2 separate regions of the Pan troglodytes genome follow, and region 2 is linked to region 1. A link is a contact called in public Hi-C data. All regions are on one chromosome and are shown on one strand. The core of a region is the stretch at or near the end of the contact, and the rest is flanking DNA. Distances in the headings are between cores, read along the strand shown. Region 1 overlaps DCPS (decapping enzyme, scavenger). Region 2 overlaps KIRREL3 (kirre like nephrin family adhesion molecule 3).

Region 1 (3,254 bases), core at 234-2,733:
GTGCAGCACAGTGTGGCATGTCCAGTGACATTCATTGAGACTTGGTACCCGTGCCCCTTTCAGAGTGAATTAAAGACACGCCTTCAGGCAGGAAGTTGAGAGAGGCCATATTTTGGAGTGTTCAGCCTACAGCTTTTATTGTGGTCTGGTCTGCTCAACCCCAGCATAGTTTCTTTCTGTGTGTGGAGAAGTGGGGGGGCTCGCGGCTCTAAGGCCAAGCCTGTCACTTTATAGCTCCCTGACACACTGCACATTAGCTCTTGCTCTTCCTGTTCACGCGGAGCTTTGCAGAGTGCCATTAGCCCCACAGCCATCCTGAAGTCGCGTTTCGCACTCTCTATCCGTTGTAACTGAGGGCCTCTCCTGCCACCCCAGGGCTGCATTTGGAGTTACCAAATTTGCTTGTGGGCCAGGAGACCCTGGAGTTTTGCCATCAGGTGCTGTTGCCTCCCTACCCCCTCTGCTTTCTGGACTTCAGAGGACTAGCGAGAGGGAGGGAAGGAGCTGAGGGTTTGTACAAGAAGCCTGTCAGATCCAGGGTCTTGCTAAAGTCAGCGTCTGCCTCTCCTCTGTCTCTAATAGCAGCTCTGTGCTTTCCTAGAGACAGGTAATTAGTGGTTAGAGGCTTGCTGTGGAGTGGTTGAAGTTTCCAGTAGGATCCTGACCACACCCTTCAGCCGTGTTTATCCTTGACGTGGAGGTCTCTTCGGGCTTCACTTGAGCACTTTCAGTATTTCTGTAATGTAGGACAGAGAACACCCTGCCTTGCTTGGCCTGGGACCAGAGGATGACTTAAGATCCACGGCAGCCAGCCTTCCCTCCACCCTCTGGCCTGGTCTCCCCGTTACCATGCAGCCAGGGCTGAGGAGAGTGTCGCCTAGCCAGGGGACATCCCACAGAGGAGGAAAGAGAAGGCAGATCCAGGAGAGCCTCCCACCAACCTCTCGTTCTTTCAGGCTTTCTCTGGCATGCCTCACGGAGTCCAGTTATCTGACCCGTCCCTGGCTGCCTCTGCCTGGCTCTTGTGGAGAGGAGATGGCGGGTGGGCTTCGACTCAGATCATGCATTGCTGTTGCTTCTTCTCAGTGCTCCTGGGCCTGCACATCTGGGTTAAATAAGTTAAGCTGGCTCCTCCGAGCAAAGGGGAAGCAAAAGCCACAGACTGAGCCATAGAGATGAGCTCATCCTGTAGAAGCCATCAGCAACGGCTGGAAAGCAGTCTTGTTTGAACATGTGTATGGGAAGGAGAGCAGACTGTCTGTGGTTTGTGTTTTCATGTTTCATGTGCAGCAGCATTTTCCTGGGGATTTGGCTAAGCTAGCTTTGGCAGGGAGCAGAGAGGCAGCTGCTCTTAACTTTCCTCTAGATAGCCCTGCCTCCCACCTCTGAGAGCAGTTGGGCTTTTGTGTCTAGATGGGGGACAAAGGGTGGCTTTATTTATTAGGGAAGGGCTTGCAGCAGATCCTCAGGGTCTTGATGGACAAGTCAGAGCTGTGTTAGTCCGGGGCACATCAGCCTGCTCATCTGAGCTGCAGAGAGAAGGAACATATGCCTAGAGGGGCGCTTTTCAGCTGGAGGCATCACTATCATCATTCTCGCCGCTAGAACATCCTGTAGATGAAGAGCTGCTGCCCTGAACTCCACCAGGCCCCTCTTCTGGGACTTCCCCCTTCATGCCTCCCACCCCATAATCTAACACTGCTATGCTTGGTAGGGGAGGTGGTAGGGGACAGGATGGTACCACAAATGTAGGCCAAAACAGCTATTGTTTCTAGTTGTAAGCCAGTCTGGAAACAAGGTCCTCTTCCGTCTCTTTGTGCTCCCCCCAGAACCTGCTGTCCCGCAGCATTTGGCCACAGTATCCCCTGGTAAGGCTGTCCTCACACGGCTCTCCAGAGCTCAGGGGAGTGGACTCTCCTTCCCTGAGCTCCCCAGGAAGCATCGTGGAGGGCACAAGCAGAGCATGAGCAGTGTCATCTCTGCATGTCTGACCACACCCCCCGTCTGGACCTCACTTGCTCTGGCACCTCATTTTGCCCTCTGGTTTCGCTGACAGCTGTTTACGTGTCTCTAGGAAGAATTGGAACTAGTCATGTTTCTCCTATCTGATAGGGCTGCTTTTGGAAAACATGGCCCCACCACAGGTATCTTAGGAACGGCCCGAAAGAGGTTGGGCCTTTGGGATACGGGAGTATTGCATAGAGGAACCAGACTGCCTGGGTTCATATCTCATCTCTGCCACTATTAATAGCTGTGTGTCCTTGGGCAAATTACTCAACATCTCTGGGGCTCAGTTTTAAGGGGTAGCTTCCTTTTAACATATTTGTTACACAAGTGATATGTAAATATATATAACTCCATCATCCAGGATTGATCTCTCTTAACATCTCAGAGTGTGTCCTTTCAGATTTTTTTTTTTTTTTTTTTTTGAGATGGAATCTTGCTCTGTCACCCAGGCTGGAGTGTAGTGAGGCAGTCTTGACTCTCCATCTTTACCATCCTGGCCAGGCTGGTCTCAAACTCCTGACCTCAAGTGATCCACCTGCCTCGGCCTCTCAAAGTGCTGGGATTACAGGCGTGAGCTACGGTGCCTGGCCATAATATATTCTGTTCTACAGACTGTACTGTGAGGTCTAATCAGTGTCGGGTGTTATCTTAGGCACTGCACACACAGTATACGAAACAGAGTCCCTGCTCTCGTGGACTTGATGTTCCACTGGAGATGATCTTAAAGAACAAGCAAGTATGTCACGTGGCAACAAACAGCAAAGATTGAAAGTAAAGCATCATAAGGGAGACAGGAGGACAGGGACATGGGCTTCTAGTGCAAAGGGGACAGTTTGAATGCCCACCTACTTCCTTTATAGCCTGCTCTGACAATGATATTAAAGGAATATTCTTAAAAAAAAATTAACCCATCAAGACTACAAGGGCCGGGTGCAGTGGCTCATGCCCCTAATCCCAACACATTGGGAGGCCAAGGTGGGTGGATTGCTTGAGCCCAAGAGTTTGAGACCATCCTGGGCAACGTGGCAAAACCCCATATCTACAAAAAATACAAAAATCAGCCAGTTGTAGTGGTGTGCGCCTATAGTCCCAGCTACCTGGGAGGTTGAGACGGGAAGATCACTTCAGTCCAGGACATACAGGCTGCACTCCAGCCTGGGAGACAGAGCCAGACCCTGTCTCCAGAAAAAAAAGGAGAGGAGACAACAAAATTTCCAAACCTAGGATACGTAGGGAGGAGCGGTAAC
Region 2 (3,254 bases), core at 225-2,724, 160 kb after region 1:
TCCTCCATGTCACAAGCTGAGGCTATGATAGCTGAGTGAAGCCATACACGGCCTGCCATCTTAGAGCTGATGGGGAGGCCCTTGCCACTCCAGGCCAGTGCCCAAGATGGACATGTGTGCAGCCTTGGCACCTCCTGGGAGCTTGTTAGAAAAGCAGACTCTTGTGCTCCACCTCAGACCTCCTAAGTCAGAATCTGCCTTTGATAAGACCCCAGACAATTCACATACATTTTCAAGCTGGAGGAGTGCTGCTCTAAGGGTTCCGAGGTAGAAATCATGACAAACTGACAAGTGCTATGAAGGGAAGGCTCGCTGGACAAAGAGCACGTGTGGGGACCCTTGATCCCTTCACAGGCTTCCTGCTCCCTTCGCTCCCCCGGGCCCAGCCAGAGAAAGGGGCAGACTGCTCCCTGCTTACTAGCTTTGGAGTTACACGATCTTGTTTCAGAACAGCTTCCTTTGTGTATGCCGTTTCTTTAGCTTGGAATGCTGGCGTTCTCCTGGACCACTGGTCTTCTCCTGGGTCACTCTTACACACCCTTTGAGACTTAGTTCAGAGGGCACCCTCTCTGAGCGGCCTTTCTAGAATCTGCCAGTTGGGCCAAGTGTATAGGGCTTCTGTCTATGATCCCACAGCATCCTGGGCATCCCCCGACTCACTAGCTACCGCATCCTATGGAAATCTCTCTGTGTGTGTCTCTTCCCTGAACCGTGATCTCCATCTGGATCCCCATCTCCCAGCAGAGTGCCTGCCTGCTGCACAGGGCACAGGGTGGCATATGCATTTGCTGAGCAGAACTTGACTTGAGTCGATCACTTTGTGAGCCATATGATAGTGGACAAGATATATAATCCGACAACCTTAATCCTCTTATCTGGGAAGTGAGATAATAAAAATACCTATCTTGCAGGGTTATCATGAGGATTACCTTACAATATGAAAGATACACAGAGAACATTGTAAAAGGCTATACAAATGTAGGTTATTATGTCTAATTTTTAGGAATAATATTTAGGTTTGTGGCTGTGTGAAAAGTGCTGAGCCAAGGTCCTCTCATTTTATTCTCAATATCTTTTGAGGCAGGGACTATTAGGGTCTTCATTTTATAGGTTAAGAAGCTGAGACTCAGAGAGGGCAAATTACTTGGCAAAGACCACACAGCCATAAGTGGTGAAGTTGGAATTTAGACTCGAGATTTTGACCCTACAACATGTTCTGTTGGAGTTAGAGCAGCTCCCAGACTATCCTTGCAGCTGCAGCAGCCCTTCCATTAACCCCTGCCTTTGTCCTGGCCCTACAGCTCTGCGAAGCAGGCTCTCTGCCTGTCCCAGGGGGCATTCAGACCTGGCAGGTACTCTCCTCCCTTCCCTCCCCGCAATCTGAATTTCAGAGGGCCCCAGGAAGCATGAGCCTGGCTCGCAGTTGGTGCTTTGGCGATGTCTGCTAAGGGAACGGACGAATGTTGTTTGTAGTCCGCCCAGCTCCTTGCTGCCTTTTGTGGTTTTGCCCGGTTCTCAGGTTCTGGGCCGCGTGTAATCCCAGCCTCCGGTTTCCTCACTTATACAGATGCGCCACCTAATGGCCACAATGGAGAACTGCAGGATGTAGAGACAAGAGGGAGCTGACCTGGTTTTAAGAGTCAGCTTCCCAGTGGTAGCCGAACAATGTTTGGAGAAATTCGTATTGAGCACCTACTATACGCCAGGCCCTTTCTAAACACTAGGGACAAGAAGTTTCTGCCCTAGTGGAGTTTACCTTCTAGTGGGAGAGACAGACAATAAATGAATACACAAATACATACATAATATAAGGTTAGGTGTTGATAAGTACTAGAAGGAAAGTAACACTGGGCAGGGAATAGATACATCCTAAATTGGCCTCCGGGATTCCCTCCTGGCTTTTCTCCTTCCTCTCTGGTTGTTACTTTTTGTTTTCTTCCCATTCCTTAAATGCTGGTCTTCCCTAGTTAGCTCTTGCTGGCCATATCTCATTTGACACACTATCTAATGGAAAACCTTCACTTTTCTGTGAACTCAACTCACATCTTTAAGCTGATAAATTCCAAAGAAGCATCTCAGGCCAGACCTCTCTCTTGAGCTCCAGAGTCATGACCCAACTGTCCATGGGCCTTCGAAGCTCAGCAGGTGTGACACCACACTCAGCACCTCTCCCAGACACCCATCCATCCCCATATTCTGTATTTTGGAGAATGGCCCCACTGTTTGGGGACCAAGTCAGAAATCTGGGGGTCTTTCTGGATTCCACTCTCAGTCACCCTGCCTTGCCAACTAGCCTGGTTAACCCTCTGAAGTATCGCTCAGATTTGTCTCTTTCCATTCCCACAGGCTTCCTGGCTCAGCCATCATCCTTTTGTGCTTGGATTACAATAGTGCTTCTCCCCTCCACCTCCTAGTCCTCTGTGCTTTTCCAGAGTGACTGTTACAGAAGTCTGAATATTCACCTATCCAGTCAACCAGTAATTCACCCACCATGTGCTGAATGTCTAGCATTCCTCTGTTTCAAATCCTCTGAAAGTCCCTCATTGCCATCTAAATAGTCTGAACTTCTTGGCCACTGCTGACTCTTCGGCCTTGCTTTTCATCACTTCTTACCTCAATTCCTCCTTGTGGATAAGAGCCACCTGCATTTGTTGGAGTAAATCGCTCTTCCCCAATTGCCCCTTTCCATTTTTTATTTATTTATCTTTTTTGAGACAGAGTTTCACTCTTGTTGCCCAGGCCGGAGTGCAATGGCATGATCTCGGCTCACTGCAACCTCTGCCTCCTGGGTTCAAGCGATTCTCCTGCCTCAGCCTCTTGAGTAGCTGGGATTACAAGTGCCCGCCATCACGCCCGGCTAATTTTTGTATTTTTAGTAGAGATGGGGTTTCACCATGTTGGCTAGGCTGGTCTCGAACTCCTGACCTCAGGTGATCCACCTGCCTTGGTCTCCCAAAATGCTGGGATTACAGGCATGAACCACCGTGCCGGGCCTGCCCCTTTCCTTTTGCTTTGCTAACTTGAAGGTCGGGCAGCTTGGGTTCGAATCCTGGGTGCTATGTTTACTGGCTTGTGGCCATGGGAAAACTGCTTAGCTTCTCTGTGCCTCAGTGTCCTTATTTGTAAAATATGAAATAAAATAACAAAACCAGATTCACTGTATAGTTGCCAGGGTCAAGGAAGATGTAACATGAGAAAATGCTTTGTAAAGGGTCTGATGGATGATGCGGCGTGTTATTGGTTCTCTAAGCAGA

Evidence for each region. Hi-C and Micro-C count contacts between places; a contact is called where the count stands out from the background.
Region 2: a contact with region 1 is called in a Hi-C map of stem cell-derived neural progenitor cells, with 3 times the contacts expected there. The contact joins two enhancer-like sites. A contact is called at or near these places in 4 of 7 Hi-C or Micro-C datasets (blood, induced pluripotent stem cells and stem cell-derived neural progenitor cells) and 1 of 1 datasets of contacts at active chromatin or transcription factors (stem cell-derived excitatory neurons).

The regions. Positions count from the first base shown.
Region 1 is chr9:128,254,533-128,257,786 of NHGRI_mPanTro3-v2.0_pri, forward strand. The region is part of intron 2 of DCPS (decapping enzyme, scavenger); the gene reads left to right. Among named protein-coding and RNA genes, the nearest start is that of DCPS, 15 kb to the left of the region's middle. Within about 2 kb of position 1,484, at least 13 of the 24 cell types and tissues checked have an H3K27ac peak or open chromatin away from gene starts, as enhancers often do. A contact at or near this core is called in stem cell-derived neural progenitor cells, where this site is marked.
Region 2 is chr9:128,414,002-128,417,255 of NHGRI_mPanTro3-v2.0_pri, forward strand. The region is part of intron 5 of KIRREL3 (kirre like nephrin family adhesion molecule 3); the gene reads right to left. Among named protein-coding and RNA genes, the nearest start is that of ST3GAL4, 75 kb to the left of the region's middle. Within about 2 kb of position 1,475, at least 7 of the 24 cell types and tissues checked have an H3K27ac peak or open chromatin away from gene starts, as enhancers often do. A contact at or near this core is called in stem cell-derived neural progenitor cells, where this site is marked.